2 separate regions of the Mus musculus genome follow, and region 2 is linked to region 1. A link is a contact called in public Hi-C data. All regions are on one chromosome and are shown on one strand. Each heading gives the region's core, a stretch centred on a gene start, on an enhancer-like site or on the middle of the called end of the contact. The rest is flanking DNA. Distances are from core to core; before and after follow the strand shown. Region 1 overlaps Slc24a3 (solute carrier family 24 (sodium/potassium/calcium exchanger), member 3). Region 2 has its middle 11 kb from the start of BC039771.

Evidence for each region. A called contact is a pair of places that touch in the nucleus more often than the background predicts.
Region 2: a contact with region 1 is called in a Hi-C map of Sertoli cells, with 2.0 times the contacts expected there. The contact joins two enhancer-like sites. A contact is called at or near these places in 4 of 484 Hi-C or Micro-C datasets (the HL-1 cell line, Sertoli cells, embryonic stem cells and 1 more) and 1 of 9 other capture datasets (pancreatic islet).

What each region holds. Positions count from the first base shown.
Region 1 is chr2:145,619,261-145,625,315 of GRCm38.p6, forward strand. All of the region lies in intron 15 of Slc24a3 (solute carrier family 24 (sodium/potassium/calcium exchanger), member 3), which reads left to right. Among named protein-coding and RNA genes, the nearest start is that of Gm52530, 31 kb to the left of the region's middle. Within about 2 kb of position 4,106, at least 6 of the 459 cell types and tissues checked have an H3K27ac peak or open chromatin away from gene starts, as enhancers often do. A contact at or near this core is called in Sertoli cells, where this site is marked.
Region 2 is chr2:145,686,716-145,692,724 of GRCm38.p6, forward strand. No RefSeq gene overlaps it. Among named protein-coding and RNA genes, the nearest start is that of BC039771, 11 kb to the right of the region's middle. Within about 2 kb of position 3,681, at least 18 of the 459 cell types and tissues checked have an H3K27ac peak or open chromatin away from gene starts, as enhancers often do. A contact at or near this core is called in Sertoli cells, where this site is marked.

The DNA of each region.
Region 1 (6,055 bases), core at 2,856-5,355:
GCTAATTTCCTACTAAAATTCCATAGCAGGCAATCCCACTCTGATAGCTCCTATGAATATTTCTAAAAGGAATCTCTAGGGGTGTGGCAAATTCCATCATGAGACTCTGCTACCTTTGAGACCTTCTCCAGTGTAGAGAAAGAAAGGTTACAGCAAACAGTGTACAGAGATGGCCAATGTCAGGTCAGTCCCCATCCCTTTGTCCAGATAAATCTTATTTGCCCACCAACTTCAGGAAGGGTCTCATTCATTTGTTTAGCTGTCTGTCTAGGAAGGAGAGAAGAAACTAACAGCCACCACCTGGAACAGGTTTCCTCCCACCTCCCACCTCCCACCCCCACCCCCACCCCATCCCTCCCTGCATCTTTTCTGAGTGACCCAGGGCCTCTCTTAACATCACTCTTGTTGTCAGGCTGGGAGCAGTAATGTTGTCTGTATTGAAACTCACTAAGTCTGGCTTGTCACTTCCTGAAAATGCAAGCAAGGTCTGCAGATGCTGAAGACGCCTCCTGGAGTTTGTCTATGACTGGTTCCCCTGAACCTTTATTTCCTTGCACACTTGCTTTATCTTCTCAGAATGAGCAGTGCATGTGACTTACAGGAGCTCACAGCAGACCCTTCTGCAGCGCAGCGCTGGCAATGCACCAGCCTAGCCATGTGTGACACAGAGGCACTTGGTGGGAGGCTGGTGCAAATAAAGAATTTTTTTCCCAATTTTATTCCATCTGAATTATTTTAAGTTTATACAGCCACATGGATCTTAAAGCTGCCTGTGGGACACTGCAGCTCCAGAGGATGAAATTTAAATTATCCACAGCATAGCCCGGAAAAGACCACTGTTGGCATTTTGGCTTATTTTCTCCTTCTAGTTTGTCTTAGGCAGCTGAGATACACTGTATGGAGATTTCACGTGATGCCCTTTCTTATTTCTTATTAGAGCAAACACATTTTGCTTCAAATCGCATTAGATTCATTCTCAAAGGCGGCCTAGAATTGTAGCATCTGGGTTTCCCAGAAAGTGCTTGGCCATGCCACTGCTCAGGGACAATTCAGACGGCTTTGGGTCTTACGGTCACATTAAGTGAAACCTCAGATGCCTATGTACATAAACTTATAGGGTTTAGAGGTCAGTAAGCATTGCACATAAGTCTGACGATATAGAATAATAATATAGCCTTAATGACATTTCCAACTAAATTGCACTTTAATTTTAAATAACTAGATAATTCATCTTTTTTTTTCAGCACTGGAGAGTAAGCCCAGAGCCTTGTACATACTAGGTAAGGGCTCTACCCTGGCCTACATCTAATTCTTGATATTTTTTAGTCAGTGTCTTACTGTGTAACCCAAGCTAGCTTTGAACCCCAAACCCTCCTGCCTAGGCTTCTTAAGTGCCTAAATCACCAGCCTACACCATCATTCCTGGCTTATCTCTCCTGTTTTAATTAGTCAAATGCCATGCCTGAGGTTTAAAGGCAGCTTCATGCCACCTGAATATATTCACCATAGGAGCCTGTGGGGAGGAATGCTGCCTTTCATGCAGCCAGCTTCCTCAGAGCACAGCCAGGGTGACAGGCACATACTTGAGCCAAGGGGTGGGGGATATTGACCATACCAGAGCCCACATCTAGAGCTTCTTAATTTGCATTGGCTTTCAAACACTCCCCTCCCCTCTCCCTTAGGCCTGGGTAGGCTCATCATTTGGCACTCTTTCCAACTGACACTAGAATTAAGTATTGACCCAGCTTTTGTTGGAGACAGGGTCTCATTATATAGCCCTGGCTGACCTAAAACTCTATGCATAGATCAGGTTGGCATCCAACACATAGAAATCCACTTGTCTCTGCCTCCAAAGTGCTGGGATTTAAAGACATCGGCTCTGCTCCCTGCCCAATGTTTATTTTTCAAAACGATGCATGGATGTGGGACCTCTGCTCCTGTAGTTCAATCTTTACTTAGTCTCTGGCCTCCAGATGACTTCCCCTGCTCTAAACAGAAGTGCTGCAGATAATGTGACTTGACTTCTATAGAAAACAATTAGTGACTCTGTGCTGGTCATTGATCTTCCGTGGCAAGAAAAGCAGTAACGACACGCCTTAGCCCAGCTGGGCCCCCGCTCCATGGACAAACTGCAGCGCATTCACAATGATCCCTGTTGGCTCTGGTTTCTTTCACTCTCCCTCTCCCTCTTGTCAACGTTAGGAAGAAGTCAAAACAAAACAAAAATGGCCTTTATCTGACTCCCAACTGCTCGTGGTCTCCTCTTTGAAGAACTAGAAGTCCAGGCAACCACAAGAAAAGAAATTGTGCTCCAAATAACTCTTAAAATCAGTTTCTTATCTTTCCAGGGAGGACGGTTTGGTTTGATTTGGTTTGGTTTGGTTTTTCAAGACAGGCTTTCTCTGTATAGCCCTTGGGCTGTCCTGGAACTCGCTCTTTAGACCAGGCTAGACTCAAACTCAGAGAGATCTGCCTGCCTCTGCCTCCTGAGTGCTGGGATCAAAGGCTTGCACCAATGGGGTATAGCTCAGTTGATTTGGTGTTTGCCTACTGTGCACTAGGCAGGACTCATTTAAATATCTGCTTATGTTAAAGGTTTTTTAAATAATCATTTTATATTAAACTGGTTAAATGAAACTACTCTATATATGAATGTACATACATATATAAGAAACATTTACACATAGGTAATATACATATTTAGGGCCTTTAATACATTTACCTAAACTTATAAGAGGCATAAGACTTAAAAGATCTTAAATTTAGCTTCAAAAGTAAAAGAGTGAAATATGTAAAAATTTTCACATAACTTTAAAAAATATATCAATTCCTGAATATTTAATATCTACCCTATCCACTGACTCAGTGGACAGATAGGAGCAGCAAACAGAATCCTTTCAGTGTCTGTCAAATCCATTGTATTTATCAGCTTTGCATGACTGTAATATGATATGATATTACTATAATAGCAGAGACAACTAACTTAGAGGAAAAAAAGGTTTCTTTTGGCTTGCAGCACCCTTCAAGGGCATGCCTTCAGTGACCAAAGGACAGTCCATGGGCACACCCCTTAAGGGTCCACACTATCCCCATTAGCACTATCCCATTTGCACACAAACTTTTGGGGAGCACGACTTGAATTCAACCCATAGTATTCTCTATGTTTGGGGGGTTGTTTATGTTTATCTTTTTAATTTTTTAATTAAAATTGCTTTTATGCAATATTTTGATCATGTTTTCATCTCCCCCCACCGTTTTCTCCCAGATACCCACCAAACCTCCCTCATATTCCCTCCCTGCCCCCCACCTCAGAAGAAAACAAAACATCAAAAGAAATAAACAAATATTCAATAAGACGGGAAAAATGCCAAAATTTTGTTTTGTTTTGTTTTGTTTTGTTTCTGGGATAACAGGGTGTGGTCATGGAAGATAGAATCTTTAAAATGGCTCTAGTTTGGCTGGAAAGATGGCTCAGCGGTTAAGAGCACTGACTATTCTTCCGGAGGTCTTAAGTTCAATTTCCAGCAACTACATGGTATCTCACAACTATCTGTGATGGGATCTGATGCCCTCTTCTGGTGTGTCTGAAGAGAGTGACAGTGTACTCACATACATAAAATAAGTAAATAAATCAAAAAAAAAAAAAAAAAAACCCTCTAGTTCATCCCAGAAGTAAAGCAGATCCTTCTACCCACCTTGAAGTCTTCTTGGCCAAACATGGACATCAGGCCTGAAACTGCAACTCAGTCAGGCAAGCAGTGTACCACAGATAACCCCTAGTCATCACCCACCCTCTCTCCCCTTCTGGCATTCCCCCAGCGGTATAGAGAATGGACAATGAGACATTCTCATATCTATTAAGCCATACTTTTTCCAGTTTTCAACACCTAGTGACAGTGACATCATAAAAATAAAACTTGTGACCCAAACACTGGTTTTCCATCTAAAGATGACATAATTGGTTCACTTTAGCCATTATGTTAAACTGTACAACCATGACTGGCCCTGAGGTGAAGATCTCTTCCATTCTTACGTAGAGGAGAAACCACAGCCCAGCCAGGCATCTCTGAGCAGCCGCCAGGCAGGCAGGCACACAGGGCAGAATGTAGAAGGTGCATTATGTTGTTACATTGTATCCAGAAGCAGCTGTCTCAGCAGCCAGTGCAAGGAAAACCTTTGTTTACTTGCAGCGATACAAGCATCCAAGGGCCTTTCAAAAGACCTCTCTTAAAAGCTCATGTTCATGTGCTTTGAGAAAAGCAAGATTTTATTTTGTCTATGGAGAGTGGCTGAGGTTCAAACTCATTCTCTTCTATGTGTAGGTTATCTGGGTGTGCCGTTACTTCTTGTTGAAAATGAGATTTGCTTTTAACTTTAATAGTTCAAAAGAGCTGGGAAGGTGGTGCACGCCTTTAATCCCAGCACTTGGGAGGCAGAGGCAGGCAGATTTCTGAGTTTGAGGCCAGCCTGGTCTATTAAGTGAGTTCCAGGACAGCCAGGGCTGTACAGAAAAACCCTGTCTCGAAAAACGAAAAAAAAAAAAAAAAGTTCAAAAGAAGTATGGTAAACTTATCTTTTCAATACTATTGACAATGTAAAACTATCTAGAAGCTAGGGTTGAGCAGTTTTTAAGGTGTGTATTCTAGAAACTCTCGTCTACAACAGTGATAGCATTCGTGATTGGCAAAGCCTTCATCTGGAGTCGGAACAAGAAGGTAGACGGGAGAAGGAAAGAAGTCAGGAAAACTGTAAGCTGAGTAGGAGAGTCATCACCAAGCCAGGTTTAGCTCCTAGGCCCAAGCCTAATGTGCTACCTTTAATTTCCCTCGAATAATTTGCTTTCAGTTTAAGAAGACTTTTAATGAGAAAGGGATTCTCATGAACAAAATCCTCAAATTGTATCCAAGTATCCCCATGGGCAAAACACTCTGTCAGCGTAGATATGCTGCCCACTCAGCCTCATGCCATACACAATGTCTTCCCTCCTTTTCGTACAGCACTGGCCATGCTGGAGCCTGGGTTTAGTGTCTCCTACACGACCTCAGCACTTTACATATGCCGGAAGTTTTCCTTGTTTAAATAGAGAACAGTGTTATCTCCTTGGCTGAATTGGCAAGCAGTCCCTCTGTGTGGGATTGCTCCTGAGAGCTTTGCCACATCCTGGCTGTGGACAATCATTTGTGTTCATGGAATTGATCCTGCATTTTAAGGAAGAGCTACTACATCTGCCCATTCCTCGAGGAACAGCTTCAAGTTTAGGCTCTGTCTCAAATGAAATACTGTCTTCACAAGCAGACAGGCATCTGAGAAGGGCGGACTTTAATTATGTGGGGAACACAGAGAACGTGCTTGTACAGGTACTCTGTGCGGTGATGCTTGACCAAAATTATGGTACAGCATTTGGTCCTACTAAGATGGGCCTTTGTGTTGCCTAGAAGCAGAAGAAGAGAAGAGAAGAGCAGTGGGGATACCTCCCCCACTTGGGGGCTTCTATTCTTACGTTTTCTGGATAGTCCTGCAGGTATCAGCTTAGATGTCAAGGATACGACATCACTCCTTCGGTCCTCAGCATCCTGCTGTACAAGTGTTGGATATCTAGAGAAGGAGAGGTTGTACTAGGGAAAGAGGGGCCACTGCTACAAAGGCACTGAGGGAGCTCATGTTCAAGAAGAGAAGGAAATCCAGGTGGTGGGAGTGTGGGATGAGGGAAACAGGTGCTAAACCAGTGACCTGAGCTGGGGAGAGGGCCTAGGTGTCACACTAATGGAAGTACAGTTCTGGTCCCATTCTGCAGACCAGAGAACCAAGATCAGGGTAGTTATGTCCCACATCCCTGGAAAGACATCATTGCAAATGCACATAGCACCGTAGCGATGATTAGCGGGGTGTGGTGATAGAATCACCTAAGCGAGAGAATCCCTAAGTTTGAATCTTTGCTGAAGACAGAGTGGAGTTAAACATAATGTGGCGTCGTATATTGTTATTAGACGCGTTCTCACGACCGGCCAGGAAGAACACCACAGACCAGAATCTTCTGCGGCAAAGCTTTATTCTT
Region 2 (6,009 bases), core at 2,431-4,930, 67 kb after region 1:
CGTGTTGAGAGCGAGGTGAAGATCAATTCTTCTCTTTCTCTACCCCCGAGTATTCAAGCATCAGGTCCTTTTTTTTTTAATTAGGTATTTTCCTCGTTTACATTTTCAATGCTATCCCAAAGGTCCCCCATACCCACCCCCCAATTCCCTACCCACCCACTCCCCCTTTTTGGCCCTGGCGTTCCCCTGTACTGGGGCATATAAAGTTTGCAAGTCCAATGGGCCTCTCTTTGCAGTGATGGCCGACTAGGCCATCTTTTGATACATATGCAGCTAGAGACAAGAGCTTCGGGGTACTGGTTAGTTCATATTGTTGTTCCACCTATAGGGTTGCAGTTCCCTTTAGCTCCTTGGGTAATTTCTCTAGCTCCTCCATTGGGGACCGTGTGACCCATCCAATAGCTGACTGTGATCATCCACTTCTGTGTTTGCTAGGCCCCAGGAGAGAGCTTTGGGGTTGCTTGAGAGAACAGGGTTATGGAATTGTATAAGGTGTCCAATTCAACACAGCCCTGATGTGTGCTTCCAGAAACAGTCAGATAAAACCGTGGACTGGGCGTATTTTCTTGTTCTTTGAGTAGTCTGTGAAAACATGCTCTTTTGTGCTACTAGAGAAGTGGGGAAAAAATCAAGAGCAAAAGAGGAAACTTTTCCCATCAAGAAAAGTCACGATTTTCCTTTCTCAGTGCTGAGAGAAGGAATCAGAAATACCTACAAAATAGTTCATAGTCTAGAAAAGGGGCAGAAGGGAGTGATACCCAGTTGCCTAACCATCAATTGCTGTTGCGTACCAACAAGGTTGGGTCGGCTATGTTGAATCGTGAAGTGTGCCCTGAGTTTTCACACCTACTGCCCCACAACAAGCCCTTAGGTGATGTTATAGCAGGAAGTAGTTTTGCAAAGATCTCCCTGCCTGCTGATTGCAGACAGGATTTCAGGGGAGTGGGAATGGTCTCAGTAACAAATGGGAGAAGGCTAAGATCAAAAGGATGCCATATTGTGGCGGAGAAACAGAGATAAGATTTGGAGAATAGTTCATCAGAGCTGTGGTAAATTTGATGTGAGGAGTGTGTGAAAGCGAGGACTGAGTGATGCTGGATACCTCCTGTATCAATGAAGGTGCCGTGTTGGCAAATCTGGGAAAGAATGATGTGTCAGTAAAGACTTCTATTTTGTATATGTTAGGTTTGATGGCCATAGAAGAGCCAACCTAAGGTCGGATATCAAGTAGGCTATGTAGAAAGATCTGGAGCTTAAATAGGAGCTTTGGGCTGTAATGTATAGTTAGCAGTTTCCGTAGAAAGCCAGGGCAGGGTGATGCTGATGCTGTCCTGGGGCTAGGAGCATGGCAGTGAACGTAGAACTTTATTTTTCTCAGTATGGCATCCAAAGTCCTCGGACACATTGCAGTTAAAGGCTTGCTGCTGGTTCATTCCCTTTGACTAACTACTTTTCCTGCACAGAGCCTACCTTTTCTTTTCTTTTTTATTTAATCTCCTATATCTTGATTTGTTTATTACTTTCTTTAGATTTTGTTTATTTTATACACACGAGTGTTTTGGCCATATGGTACTCTTTGGAGGTGGGAATCGGGCACTGGATCCCTTGGAACTGGAGCTACAGAAGGTTGTGAGCTGCCATTTGAGTTCTGGGAATTGAATCTGGACCTTCTGCAAGAGCAGCAAGTGTTCTTAACCATTAAGCTGTCTCTGGTCAGTCTGCAGCCCACAACAAACCTATTTTGAAGTTGTTATTTTTGGAACATAAGCATCTGGTTGTCTATAACAGGAAAGGTTTCTGAGCCTGGCAGAGATAAGCCTGCCTTCTAATTTGTAACAGAGGACATAACTGGATATTGATTGATTGACTGATTGATTGATTGATTGCAAAATAAAATACTATCGGTAGTGTGCAGAAGCAAGATCACAATTGCTTGTCATAAGAACCACAATGATGTGTGTGTGTGTGTGTGTGTGTGTGTGTGTGTGTGTGTGTGTGTGTGTGTTTTGGTGGGGTCAGTCCTAAGTGGGGCATCACCTATACACTATCTTTTTAAAATACTTCTCTTTTAAGATGAATGCTCTTATACCCATTCCACACTGTGAAAACAGAGGTCTGGAGACTAGGTAACCTGTCATGTTCACCAGAGGTAGAACAGGGTATGGACCATCCTAGCTCTACCCATTGGCAGAGCTTACATACCTAAGTGCTAGGCCAGGGTGTTACTAGAAGAACATGGAAGGAGTATCTCCATCCCTGGTCCTCAATTGGTCCTCAGCCTCATCTCCCAAGGGCTGCCTGATCTTCAAGCTCTACACCAAGTGAAACTTTAGGAAAATACCCAGGAAATTCAATTCTATGGTTTCTCTCTGAAATAGAAACACTAACAGTTTTGCTGTGTTTATGGTGTCTTCACAACATTCTCAGCCCCAGGCATTTGCCCTAACATCTACTGCCCACGTCTTTACAGCTGTAGGAGTTTCCTCTTGTATATGATTGTACTTTGCATGATTGTAGTTACCTACAATCTAAGAATGCCATATGGAAAATTCCAGAAACTGTTCATAAGTTTTTACTTGCACATACTTCTGAAATGTCATGTGCCCTGTTCTGTCCTACTGAGCACATGTATCACCCTTTTGTCTCATGTATCTGTGCTGTGTTCAATATCTACCACTTAGTACCCTAAGAGCCTCTTGGTCATTGGACTAACTGTGGCCTTAGTATATCATCATAGTGTTCTGTATTACCATCAGTCATTATTGGTAGCCTCTCTCTGTGCCTATAACTTTTATTATAAAAAGGGGATGTAAGAGTTGTCCTAGCTGACCCTAGTTCTTATGTGGGCCTTTGAACTAGGTTTGGGAACCAAATTACTTCAAGACTATTTTACAAGAGAAAAGCATGTGGCCTTTCTTAATTCTAAGTGCATACAGGGCCCTTGAGAAGAGAATAAAGTCCAAAGTAATGGGCATTTAATTTGTAAAGGAATGAGTGGAGGGGTGGGTGTCTATCTGGATCAGACTGCTAGTTCTAAAGCTAGTGAGACAGAAGTGAGAGGGTGTAGAAAATCAGAGTTAGCTCAGGGTGTGTTTACATAGGTTCATTCCATCCATCCCTAGCTACAGGCCTATGGTGATCAAGGCTGCCTCTCTGCCTTGGCATGAGGAAGAACATGGCTCCCCAAAGACCCTTTTTATGGTTTGCTGTACATAGGAAAGGACAGGCCAGATGGCTGTTTCTGAGGTCACAGCTCCTTGACGATTATTTTAGCTTCAAATAATCAATGTACCCATTTGGCCAACTTTGAGGGGTCAGTACTTAACCCCTTCATGTGCAGGAAAACTCCAGACGCTTTGGTGTTGTCTGTAACCAGTTTCAGGAATTATCTGGCCGTCTGGGAATGTACTCCCTGTATGAGGAAATGCTTGAAGTGGATTGAGAAGTTTGTCTATCAGAGAAGGCAAGGATTTTAGCCTGGCCTTGGCCTCCTTTCTCAGTGGGTGGAAGATGGATTGTTGTTTAAGGGGCCTCAGCTCAGTGGGAGGGCTTGGGGGAGGGGGAGTTCTGGAGATCCCATTTCTGCCCCAGGAATCCCTTTTACTCCTCATCCCACCGGGCCTCTGCTTCCGGCCACTTCCTCTGTTGGCCCCTGAAATGAAAGCCTGGAATCTGAGTCAGAGGAGCAATGATGGCATGGTGGCAGAGGCTAGCCTAAAGTCTTGCTTTTAGAAGAACAGGGAGGTCTCTGTATTCTGCACACAATTTCTACCCAACCCAGCACCAGAGATTTTAAAACTACATACTCCAGTTACTTAAACCTCATCAGGGGATTTAACAGGCCTTTAAAGTTTATTGATTAAGTGTGACCTCACCACTTCAGGTTCTATGAAATAGTATTTAAAGCTGTACCTTCAAGTTAACTAGCCCTCTTTCCTCAGAGCAGAATGGGCACCGTTACTCTTTCTCAAACTCTATATTAGTTTCTGGTTGAGAAAATAGAATAAATAGAAGACTTCATGTTCACATGAAACCTTTAATATTCTGGTATTTTCATTCATTCATTCATTCATTCATTCATTCATTCATTCATTCATTCAAAGGTTACATGAATAACCAAACAGAATGTTCAAGTTCTTTCCTTTTGACATTCCCAACTTTATTTTTGGATTCTTTATAATCAAAATTTGCACTCCTGGAGCTAATCTGATTTACTTGAATTTTGAGAATCTCAGAACATATGACCAGTTAATTACGTGGTCTAACTGGGGTATGATTTCTTTCCACATTTATAGAAAATCCTAGAGAGGCAATACTGTTAGAGAAGCTGCGTTTGCAAAGGGGCAAAGAGCATGCCTTTGGGGGCTATCTGAATATCTCTTTATTTGCTTGGTTTCCTGTATGGGAAATTGGAGGGAGACCCACGGGAGTCAACACATGCTAACTGGGGAAATAGATGTCTCCCTTTCAGGTTCTTAGTCTTGTTTATAAAAGAATCTAGGAATAGACTCAAAAGGAAATTTGAGGGTTGTCGCTACCGTCTCCGACCATCAGAAAAGAAGCGACGAAATCGACGTCCTTCTCAAGGCAGTTTATTCAGGAACTTCACAAATGTGTAGGAAAAAGAATCCCCCGACCTCTCTCGGCCATCCCCCTTTATCCCCTCCAGTCCACACCCCCTCACCCCAGTCCACGTAGGCACAGTTCATTGGCTCAGGACTATATTCACATCATCCGATCTTACTTCGTGGTGCATCTGCACAATGCAGCTCAAGGTACGTGGTTATCTTGAGGAATATGAGGAAGTCAGGTGCCAGGCATAAGACTTGGCAGCAGTCCCAGGAGCCATCTTGGGGCCTCAGCCACACCCACTCCTCACAGAGGGTAATTCCATTCAAGTTTAAAAGAAAAACCCTGTTGGGTTGTTGTCTCAGCAGCTGCCCCCCAAAGGAGCTAGAGAAGAGGAAGAGAAAAGGCCATGCTATCTGAATGAGGTCTGGGGTCAGCCACAGGGTGGACCAGCAGCCTCCTGGAGAGGAGGAACGCTCTAGAGAAAGAGTGAGGCCACAGAGTTGGGAAAGCTTGCTTAGAGAAGAGATCAAAAGGGACAGGAAGAAGAAGGTTGCTTTTCCTGAGCAATTCAGAAGAGCAGCCAACTGATGGTGCTGCCAGCCCGTGGCTGTGTGTGCTACTGCGAAAGGAGTTGGGAACCCTCGAGGGAGGCGCGGATTGTCTTAAAGGGCTGCTTGTTCCCCCTATCTCTTTAGAATGGCTTTAGGTGAACTGGCCTTCCCAAGGGGTGGTCTTTTGGCCGGGTGATTATTAGCCTACCTCTATGGGTTACCAACTTCTGTGTTTTGAGCACCTTGGAATGGTACATCTCCACCCAGGCCAGAGAAGTAGATGTTTCCTAATGGGCCTCAACCAAGTCCTGGTCACAGCTACTGTAACACTTGGACAGGAGAGCTGAAGTCTTCAAATGAAGAAGACACACTTTTAACAGGCTTGCCAGTATACACCTTTTAGTCCAATGAGCAGTGGAGAGAGGCAGGGAGAGGTAGGCAGGTCTCTGAGTTTGAGGCCAGCCTGGTCTACATAGAAATTCCAGGTAGGCAAGGCTACATAGTGAAACCTAGTCCTTTATTGTTAAGGTTTATTTATTTATTTTATGTATTTGAGTACACCATTGCTCTCTTCAGACACAACAGAAGAGGGCATCAGATCCCATTACAGATGGCTGTGAGCCACCATGTGGTTGCTGGGAATTGAATTCAGGACCTCTGGAAGGGCAGTCACATCACCCAACTTTACAGAAAAGTATATTGAATCTGAAAAAATCAAGTAAATGCAGTTTCCTTCATGGAGCACCCTTAGGTTTGGTGTGTCTTAGACCATGGAAGGAACTTAGCCTGCTTAATTCCCTGGGTGTTGGAGGGGTCCCCACACTGTTTTGTGATGTAAGTGCCTTGTTCCCCCACTTCCCAGATGGAAACTTCCCAGTGAGCAAAA